Linked DNA regions of Triticum aestivum: region 2 is linked to region 1. A link is a contact called in public Hi-C data. All regions are on one chromosome and are shown on one strand. The core of a region is the stretch at or near the end of the contact, and the rest is flanking DNA. Distances in the headings are between cores, read along the strand shown. Region 1 holds the start of LOC123096842 (pentatricopeptide repeat-containing protein At1g09190). Region 2 holds the start of LOC123096845 (ATP-dependent DNA helicase Q-like 1).

Region 1 (5,298 bases), core at 1,645-4,144:
CGTTTGCCATTCTGAACGTGGTAACAGCGTCAGATTTCCTTCTGCATGCCACAATAGTGTAGCCCCTCTCTCTCTCTAGTTACTTGCCAGAGCCTTTTGCGCCCTCAAATAAATGCTCCAAGGGTGGCTAATCTGCTGTATGCACAGACAGCATTAAACTATAATCTGCGCACTGAAAGATCTTGCGCTGTAACTTTCAGAAGTCTGATCTTCAAATCCATGGAACTAGTATGTTTTAGCAATCCATGGAACTAGTTTTTTTAACTCCTTATTAGGTTCCCTAAAAAACCATCAGAGGAAAGAGTAATAGCTGGGATGCCACAAGTGTTTTCTGGTGATATATACTGGGCGCCCATACAAAATATAATACTATCAAGGAGCACGATCATGGGACTCTACTTTACCGAGTATTCTAAAATCAGACAAACTCTTGAGAAAATACAATGGGAACAAGAGAGAGTACTGATACAGTGGGAACGAATGACATTATGAAGTTCAACGTTTTAGACATTTAGTATTTCCTGTTTGCCGAAGTAAACTGAATTCTGGGTGCTTCACTACACGCAGAAATCCACTCTTTTATGATATATGCAAAATTTGTTTGAAACATTTAAAATGCACCTTTATTTCTGTGCAACAAATTCTGAAATCCTGTTTCTGTTGCTTTCAAAAGATGGGCTAGTTAGACACTTTCAAAAGCAGCAACACTTAAATAAACAAAAATAAACCAATATACACCGTGTTTATTCAAAAAAAATTGATAAATGGCTTAATATAACATTTGTTAAAAGTAATCAGAATATGCCCCATGAAAAGAGTGATTTCACCTTACAAAATGTTCAGAATATAAATTTTAAAAAATGTACTACTACTACCCACCATTATCACCGCTTATAATTGCAAACTACATGTATACTATTTCAAATATAGAATAACTATGGTGAACCAGTCTCCAGGACAGAAGGCATTACTCACATATCTTCGTTCTTGTCAGCAATATTGTAGGGTCTCCAATTTTTAGCAAGACATTTATTCACAGCAGGACATGAATAACACATATGTATCGAATGAAATCAGGTGTCTAGTGCCTATATTGCTCTTGAACTGACCATAAAAACGAATTCCATATTGGGTATAAGTCTATATGAAATAATAGACAGTTGAAGTGATTACCTGTAATACCACTATGTGATCTCTTGATAAGATTGGTCAATGCATAGTCCACTTTGCAGTTTTCCCCTCTCTGTTGTAGGAGTATTTCCAGAGTTAACTCACAATGCGAGCATGCATTTGTCAACTTGAACTTGGTTCTTCAATTAGGCTCTGCCCTGGTGCCTTTTGCACACTCATCCTCCTCATCAGTTTCCTCACATCACCTGCCTCCTCCCAACGTTGTGTTTCCGCATAAAGATTGGCCAACAGCATATAGTTCCCTGAATTCCAAGGTTCCAGACTAATAAGCTCTTTGAGAGCCACCTCGGCAATGCCGAGCCCAGCATGGGCATGACAGGCGCTTAGAAGTGATCCCCATATTGCAGAATTAGGGCTCATTGGCATCCCTTGAATCAGCGCATGTGCCTCTTCGAGAAGGCCGGACCTTCCAAGTAAATCTACCATACATCCATAATGTTCAATTCCCGGCTCAATCCCATGCTCTGACTGCATAATCTGGAAGATCACCTGCCCAGTATCTACTGCCCCAGCATGGGCACAGCAACCAAGCACCCCCAGGAAAGTCACTGAATTAGGCTCCCCTCCGGACCTCACCATCTGCCGGAACAGCTCAACCCCCTTAATCCCTTGCCCATTCAATGAAAATCCAGAGATCATTGTGTTCCAGCTCACCACACTCCGCTGTTGCATCCCTTCGAACACCTCTCTTGCGCTGCTCACATCGCCACACTTGCAATACATATCTACCACCGCATTAGCAACATGCACCGAGCTGTCTAAGATACCCATCTTGCATGCATACTCGTGCGCCCACCTCCCGGCACCAGCATTCCCCGTCCTCCCACAAGCAGGCAGCACCGCGGCAAGGGTCCCATCATCTGGCGCCACCTTGCCCTCCCTCACCATCTCTTGGAAATACCGCACTGCCATGTCGTCCCTCCCACAACAAGTACACCCTGCGATCATAGCATTCCAGGAAACCATGCTTCTCCTGGAGCGCTTGAACCGCTGCATTTCATCAAACAGATGGCGTGCGGTGAAAATATCCTTGGCTTTCACATAAGCGGTGATGAGTGTGTTGTAGGCGATGGTGCACATTCTCTGCTGGGGCATTTCGTCGAACAGGATTCGTGCGTGGGGCAGAGGATAGGGCCTGAGGAGCGCGAGGGAGATGGCGTGGTGGGAGAGGAAGCCGAGGCGGAGGAGGAGGCCATGGAGGGCTGAGAGGAGCGGCAACGAGGAGGTGGACCCAAGCAGCGGGAGAAAGGACAGGCGATCGGGGGCATGGAGGCGGCGAAGGGAGGATAGGAGGCGGAACGCGAGGGGCGGAGAGGGGGCGGAAAGGGACTTGAGGGCGGCGTTGAGGAGTGCGAGGGGAGGCGGGGGTTCGGGAGGGAGGAGGCTCAGGAGAGAGAGAGACGGCGGCGGAGGGGAGGAGAGGAGGAGGAGCGCGGCGAGGAAGTGGTGGTGCGGGGAGGGCGGGGAGGAATGCAGGCAATGGCGGACGGCGAAGGCGAGGAGCTCGAGCGGGCGTCGCCGGGCGCGGGAGGAATGGTGCAGGAGATGGAGCAGGCGGCGCTCCGCTGTGCGGGGGTGCCACCCGTCGGGGGTGGTCACGGCGTGGGAGAACGACGGGGAGGGCTCGCTTGCGGCGGCGGTGGACGGCATCGGCAAGAGCGCGAGACAATTCGGCTTCCGTTGCATCTTTTGTTTTGTTTTTTATGAAGAATGGCTTCGATTGGATTTGAGAATGCGCGGGGCGCATCAGAAAACCCTATGCGCCGCTCGTTGCGTCAAGCTGTCGACGCACGCACAGCCGATAAATCGCTAGCAATGGGCCGGCCCATTATATCAGAACTAGCCAGCCGGTCCTTCTAGAAGGTTCCCTGAACCTTTTTTTCTTTTTGACCGGTTTTCCTGTTTCTTCTTGGGGTTTTTTCGTTTTTATTTTTCCCTTTTCCGTTTTTCTGTTCTTTTTCTTCTTTCTTTTCCCTTTTTCTGTTTTCTGTTCATTTTTCAAAAGTTGTTCGGAAAGTTCAAAATTTGTTCATTTTCTACAAAACGTTTAAAATTTCAAAAACAAAATCGTGTTTAATTTTTTTCATAAATTCGAAACAGTTTTAAAAAATTGTTCAGGCATTTCAAAAACTGTTTTTGTTTTACAAAAAAAATTGATTTTTTTACATTTTTTCATAAATATTCCTGTTTTAAAAAAATGTGTTCATGTTTTCAATTTTTCAGGAGTTTCAAAAAATGTTCTAGTGTCAAAAATTGTTCACAAGTTTAAAAAAATTGTTCATGAATTTCAAAATATGTTCACGTTTCCAAATTTTGTTTTGGAATTTGGAAAAATGTTCCCATTTCAAAAAAACTGTTCATGATTTTCAAAAAATGCTCTTGTTTTTCGAAAATGTTATAGCTTTTAGAAAATTTGTTCATCAATTTGGAAAGTGTTTGCATTTCACAGAACATTCCGTTTTTTCAAAAAATATTGCTTTCAAAATTCCTAAACTAATTCGGATCTGTGCACCGTGTTTGGTTTTTTTATGTTTGATGCTACTATTTGATTAGCTATAACTGCTAGCTCAGCTAGTAGGAACACGTCGTGTATGGCAGTCGATCATGTGTTCGAATCCCCGTGACCGCATATACAGCAACTAGACGCAGAGCGCGTCACATTGGAGGTCCCGGGCGCATCTGCTGAACGATGAGAGTGATCTTAAATGGGCCGTGCGTGCAAGCTAAATCAGGCAGGCTCTTCGGCCTACTTCCATATTTGGCCTGTACGTCGCACAAGCTTAGATGCAGGATTAGAAAATGCAAGGAATTGGGAAATTGACTTCTATTACGATGTGCTATCTGCTGAAGCGACAATCTGTAGGTCCAGCGGCTGCAATCTTTGATGATTGCTGTCACATCGCGTGCAGCTTTTCTTATACCTCATCTGCGCAAAGTCCTAGAGAGGCTATTCCGTTGCTCATGAATTAGGAAATTTGGCCGAGGGCCCATCTTGTAATAGTTTTTTCGTTGAGCCTCTCTTGAGCTCGCTAGGAGGGATATAAATAGAGGGATATGATTTATTTTTTAAAGCTTGCATTAAGGATTAGAAAAGAGAAAAAGCAGAGGTGCCATCTAAACGGAGCCCATTGCCAGTCGTTCACGGTTTACATCATCCCCTGGTTGTGTGCTACTGAGATGTGTCCATCGTTTTTTTTTTCCTTTTTTTGCGAATTCCAAAGGAATGTTATTTGCTATAGCACCAGAGCATCATACTTGCACCATCTACAACCATTCGTGGCCAATTTCAGTTTACACCCGTTTCATACGCAGATCATCATCTGTAAAAGATAAACTGATTCTAGCGGAGTTTCTGCGCTCCTGCACATTATTAAACAGCTAGACACTCCTTGCACTCTGTACATTATTATCCCAAGTCACAACATCAGATGCAAAGTTTTCACACTACTCTTTCTTTAGCTGTAGACAGCCTAGACTATAAGCTCCTGTCACCAGCTGAGAAGAGAGGTCATTACATGGACTCATCACTTAACTTTCAACAGTCACAACTCGAGCTTGCTCGCTAGGTACCATGAGTGCATGGCCAGGCTGCCGAATGCCATGATGTTTGCCAGGGACGACAGCCCGTGGATCATCCCAAACTTCTTGTTCATCGCTGCGAGTGCAGGGTTTGTCTTTGCTAACTCGGCATTCCTTGACCGTCCCACCTCACCACCGATGCCAAGATCCTTCTCGATCTTGTGCCTCTTCATCATCATCTGCGCAAGATGAGCAAAGTTGCTACTGTGAATCAACAGCTGCATACAGCATAGGTTCTTCTGAGCTCATCGCAAGGATCCAGTCCCCCTGAACGGTTACTACTTTAAACCACACACTATAGCTGTTTGCAGCAACCAGTATGATTCGCAGGCCGTATAACATATACTACACACCCGCAAAAAAAAAACATATACTACACAACCAAGTCCGTGTCACCATGTATTATGATTCTCTGTATGGGAACAGCATCACCTACGAGGCTGCGAAGGCCAACTACCATGTTTTTTTTTGCGGGGTAACTACCATGTTACTTTTGTTCACTACCGATAATATTATTACAAACACTAA
Region 2 (5,298 bases), core at 1,931-4,430, 570 kb before region 1:
CATGGTAATGCGCACATTTTATCTTGTACTTCTCCCTCAAGAACTTGGCAGTATCCGCACATTCATTCTTCGAGAGGCAGTACACAATGCCAGACATGTTCATGAAACGCTCTTTCAGGAGCTCACCCAGCTGCATCTGGGGAGTTCTCGTCTTGCCAATCACCATGTAGTTGAGGTTGTGTCTGTCAAAGCTCCTCTTAAGTACCAAAGCGTTTGGGATCCTCAAGGTACTGAGGACGTCCTGCAAATTCCATATAAAAATTATAGCTAATAATTGGTGTTCCAAGCTGTAGTGTGGGAACAGGAAGGGAGTGCTTTAGTACCTTACGGACAGCTTCAGTTGCTGTTGCAGTTAGAGCCATGATTGGGACTCTAGGGAAGTGCTGTTTGAGGCATCCTAGGCCTCGGTAATCTGGACGGAAGTCATGTCCCCATTGACTTGGATAGAAATAGAAATCAGCAATATGTCAGGAAAAAAAAACTGCCTCTGGAAGAATATGACAAAGGTTTGATTTAAGCATTACCTTACACAGTGTGCTTCATCAATCACAAACCTTGCTAGCAATCCCTATCAAAAAGTCCAGGTTAGCATATCCTCTCGGGCCAAATAATAGAAGTACTGATCTCGGAAGTACTAGCATTTCAACAACATAATATATACCCTCTGGTGTAAGCCTTTGAGGATCTCCATGAAGGAATAATTTCCAGCCATTCTTTCAGGTGTGACATACAGAAGTTTGAAAGAAGGTGTGCCATTTCTGCAACGAGATGAAAACTTAAGTTACAAAACAAATGGCAGATCATTTCTTACACTGGAGGGGACATAGGAAAGAAAATCATGTGATAATGTAAACTAGAGATCGAATGAACTACGCAATAGTGTTTACCTAAGCTCTTGGATAACTGCAGATGCCTGTGCAGAAGTTTGCTGAGAATTCAAGAATGCTGCTTGTATCCCAAACTTGAAGGTTAAAGCAACCACCTGATCCTGAATAAGTGACAGCAATGGACACACAACAACAGTAACACCTGGGTGCAATGTTGCAGGGAGCTGCAAAGGTGATAATACAAATGAAGTTTTCAAATCTCGCAAAACAAACAAGATTAAAATAAGAATGCTGAACAAGGCAGAATTTAGTTACCTGATAACACAAGCTTTTGCCACCACCTGTTGGCATAAGTATAAAACAGTCTTTATTGTCCAGTGCAGCACTACAAGCTTCATACTGCAGGGGCCTAAAACTTTTGTTGCCAAAGATGACAGCATTGGCCAAATTGATGTCATCTAGAGAAGAAAGCTGCTCATAACTCAAAATTTCTCTCTTCAAAAGACATGCATTTGGCTGTCCCTCTCTATTTGAAGTTGGAGTTGTTGATTCATATCTCTTGGTTCCTTTGTTCACCTTCAAAACATAATTTCGAAACACAAAGAACAATGCCTATAAGATTAGCAGCAGGGTTGGAAAAGCAAAACTCTCTCTACTTTTGTGGAGATAATAATAGTATGTTTACTGTATCCATATGTGTGCAGGCTCAGTCAACTTATGTTACAGTATTTTCACAAGTACATATCCATCATGTGCACAATAGAAATGGAGATGGAAAAGACCAGTAATGGGAGAAATCAGGAGTTGGCTTACAGTAGATTTTGTTGAGCTTCTTGTCTGAGCTTTAGAGTTTCTTGTTTGTGGCTTCTTCTGGGTACCCACGTTATTATCACGGTGGGTGTTTGTTTCATCAAATATGTCAAAATCTGAATCATCAGAGGAAAAGCTCGATGTTTTTAAACCTTTCGGATTATGTTGACTGGAGGAGTCTGCCCTTTTGAACAAAGGGGTATCCAGAACAACTCCTCCTTTTTCATCATTTACACCCTTCCTCATCATTTCATTCAAATTGCCACAAGCTTCAGTCTCTATTGCATTCAGATCATCCCAGTCATCAGTAAGTTGTGTTGCATCAGCCAATGCAGCAATAAAATCATCGCCACAGTTCTCCACAGTAATGAAATCTTGGCCATCCTCTCCTGTGCCAGAACAATAAATTATCGCCCATACATAGTATCAACCAGCAAGATGTGAACCCAAAACTACACTGAAGCAAAAGCAAAGCATAATGTGTTAACTATGGATGGTACAGTTTATCCAAAAGCATCAGAAACCTCAGCACTAGTCACTTGATAATTCAATATAAAATGCTGCCGAAAACTAAACGTCTAAGTCAGCATACTGAGCAGGTTTCACTGAATTATGTTGTGAAGATGGGCAGGAGTACCAAACATATCTTTATTCTGTCGAATGCAGGCCAGGACCTTTGCTCATTCTATTAGGAGAAGTACACCAATTTCTTGACAGGGAGAAAAAACACCCAAACACTGGCTCACTAAAATGGTCAAAACAGAACATATATGTACACTTAAGAAGAAATGATTTGATTCAACACCTTCCATATCGCAAACCTACCTACCCAAATACTCAAAATGACTGCTCATTGTGATCAAAATGCAGTACTGTCAACACGTGCGAAACCAATAGAACAGGTAATACATTTTCCATAATTCATGATAACTGGTCCTCTCTCTATCATGAACCAAGTTTTTCATGCGCAAATAACAAGCTGATGTGTTCATAATGCATAAGCGGCATTGATCCTAGCAGCACACCCAAGCAAACCACCCCCAAAATGAAATGGTCTTAATTGGGCCGGGCGTCTCTCCCCTACAATTCCTACTACATTTTAACTCCTCGTTTCAATCAAATCAGGAGCTCGTCCCATGAAAACAAAACCAGCCGCAGCCAATCCGCCGTTAGAGCACGCGGGGAGGGGGGGAGGTGGGCGTAAGGCGGCCGTACCGTAGAGGTGGACGAGGCGGGAGAGGGCGGCTACGGCGAAGTCGCGGTCGAAGCCGTAGTCGACGGCCAGGTCCAGGAGACGCTCCCTCTCCCAGTGAGGCTCCTCCATCTCCGGCTGGCAAGCACGCCTCCGCCTCCCGCGGACGCCGGCACGGATCGAAACCCTAACGTCGGTGAGGGGGGGGACGCGGGAAAGAGCTGCGGCCTGCGGGTGCGGGCGCGCGCCGTCTCCTTTGGCTTAATTTTTGGCAGAATTTTTTTTGAGAATAATTTTTGGCAGAAATTGGTCGCGGCGTCTATTTCTCGCATTAAGCGACTACATTGTCGGGCCGGCCCGTTACGCGCGCGCAGTGAAAGAAAAACGGAAAACCATTGTTTTAAACCGGATGATTACAACGAGACGTAAGCCTCGTCCAGCGATTGACACGCGTCCTGGCTGGGCCCAGCGTGCCGCTCCCCATCTCGGCCTTATCCCACGCAGGGGAAGCCATAGCCACACATTTTTCTCGCTCGGGTCGTCTTCTTCACGCCAGTGCATCCCCTCCTACGGATCCCTCCTCTCTCTATCGCTCTCTCATGTTTGCCACTCCATGACCGTGATTTGCTCTACTCTCTGCACAGAGCTCCCTTCTCTTCCTGCTCCCTCTCACCACCGGAGCGACGGAGCGTTGCTGCTGCAGGCGACGATGCTCTGCTGCGACGACTGCTGCTGTCATGTATCGAGGGAAACTTCGACGCGTGCCACCGCCCGTCATGGCCGTCGGAGCTATTGCTGCTGCAACGGGGCGCATCTGCACATGGCCTTCGGAGCTGCGGTTTAAGCAACGTGCGTGGCTCCCTGAGCTGCAATGGAGCGCGTCGCGCTGCGACGGTGACCGCGGAGAGTGGCCGACGGGGGGCGCTGCAAACTCCGGCGATGTTACCGGGGGGGTGCAACTCCGGTGATGTTGCTTGGAGCTTGTTGGGAGCACCGTTGGTGTTGCAATGGAACAACGCCGGGCCGCCGGAAGCACGGCCGGCGCTGCATTGGAGCTTCGCCGGAGTTGCAATGGAGCTACGTCGGACGCCGTCGGTGCTGCACTGGAGCTCTGCCGGAGTTTCAATGGAGCTTCGCCGGAGCGTCGTTGCTGCGCTGGAGCTCCGTCGGGTTGCAATGGAGCTCACCGGAGGCCGTCAGTGCTGGCATTGAAGCTTCGCCGGAGCGTCGTTGCTGCGCTGGAGCTCCGTCGGGTTGCAATGGAGCTCACCGGAGGCCGTCAGTGCTGGCATTGAAGCTTCGCCGGGGTTGCATCAAAGCGCCGCCGAGGCTGCAATGGAGCGCCGCGGGGGCGCCATCGGTGATGCGCGGTGCTGCCGTGGGCTAGCGCTGTGTGTGTGCTGGCATGGGAGCTGCCGGATCCTGCGGCTGGGTGCGACTGAATCGGACGATTCTAGAGACGGTTTAAGTTTGCCTAAAATAAATCGGCTGACACCTAGCAGCGGCCAAGAAAAACGCAAGGAAAATGGGCAATCCTGGGATTCGGTCTACAGCGTGTTGCACGGAGCTCCTAGCCACTAGGCTCACGCCGAGTTAGAGTTAAAGTACTGGGCGCGCCCTACTCGAGGCATAAAGAGCCGGTTTTCATTGGTTTTTCAGGTTTTTCTGTATTTTCTGTTTTTCTTTTTCCCCTTCTTTCTTTTCTTTCTTCATATTCTTCTGTGCTATTGGGGTTTTCTTTTTTTTCGCTTTTTTGCTCTTTTTCCTTTTTCTTCTCCTTTTTTATTTTTTATTCTTTTTTCATTTGTTTCTTTGGTTTTCAATGCTTTCTTCGGGTTTTTTCTTTTTTTGTACATGTCAAAAAAATTAACAAGTGATCAACACTTGTTGTATACACGTTCAACATTGTCCAGACGTTATTTTGATATTTTTTTAAATACTTGTTCAACATTTTAATAGTTAGTCAACATTTTTTCAAATATTTGTTCAACATTTTTAATACTTATTCACATTTTCAAATACTTGTTCAATATTTTTTATATACTCGTTCAATATTTTTTAATATCTATTCAATATTTTTCAAATACTTGCTCAATATTTTTAATAATTATTCAACATTTCAAACACTTGCTCAATATTTTTAAAATTCTTGTTCAACAGTTTTTAATATTTATTCAACATTTTTCAAATACTTGTTCAACATTTTTAATACTTATTCATACTTCCAAATACTTGTTTAACATTTTTCAATTTCTTGTTCAACATTTTTCGTATACTCGTTCAAAAAAATTTAATACCTATTCAATATTTTTAATAGTTATTCAACATTTTCAAACACTTTCTGAACATTTTTTAAATTTTGTTCAACATTTTTAATACTTATTCAACATTTTTTCCAAATGTGTGTTTTGAAACTGTTTTTATAAAATATATATACATACATATAGATATAGGTAGAATATTTTGAAG

The links. Hi-C and Micro-C count contacts between places; a contact is called where the count stands out from the background.
Region 2: a Hi-C map of leaf shows a contact between it and region 1, with 4 times the contacts expected there. The contact joins the promoter of LOC123096845 here to the promoter of LOC123096842 in region 1. A contact is called at or near these places in 3 of 5 Hi-C or Micro-C datasets (leaf and root).

What each region holds. Positions count from the first base shown.
Region 1 is chr4D:132,609,372-132,614,669 of IWGSC CS RefSeq v2.1, reverse strand. It overlaps LOC123096842 (pentatricopeptide repeat-containing protein At1g09190), which reads right to left and starts at 2,894. Exons shown (of 2, transcript XM_044518614.1): 1 at 1,174-2,894. The coding sequence starts at 2,877. The coding sequence ends at 1,294. LOC123096841 (transmembrane protein 205) reads right to left here. Exons shown (of 3, transcript XM_044518612.1): 3 at 4,513-4,949. The coding sequence ends at 4,734.
Region 2 is chr4D:133,177,315-133,182,612 of IWGSC CS RefSeq v2.1, reverse strand. It overlaps LOC123096845 (ATP-dependent DNA helicase Q-like 1), which reads right to left and starts at 3,180. Exons shown (of 10, transcript XM_044518616.1): 1 at 2,853-3,180; 2 at 1,641-2,026; 3 at 1,143-1,403; 4 at 888-1,051; 5 at 662-758; 6 at 525-568; 7 at 324-438; 8 at 1-241. The coding sequence starts at 2,961.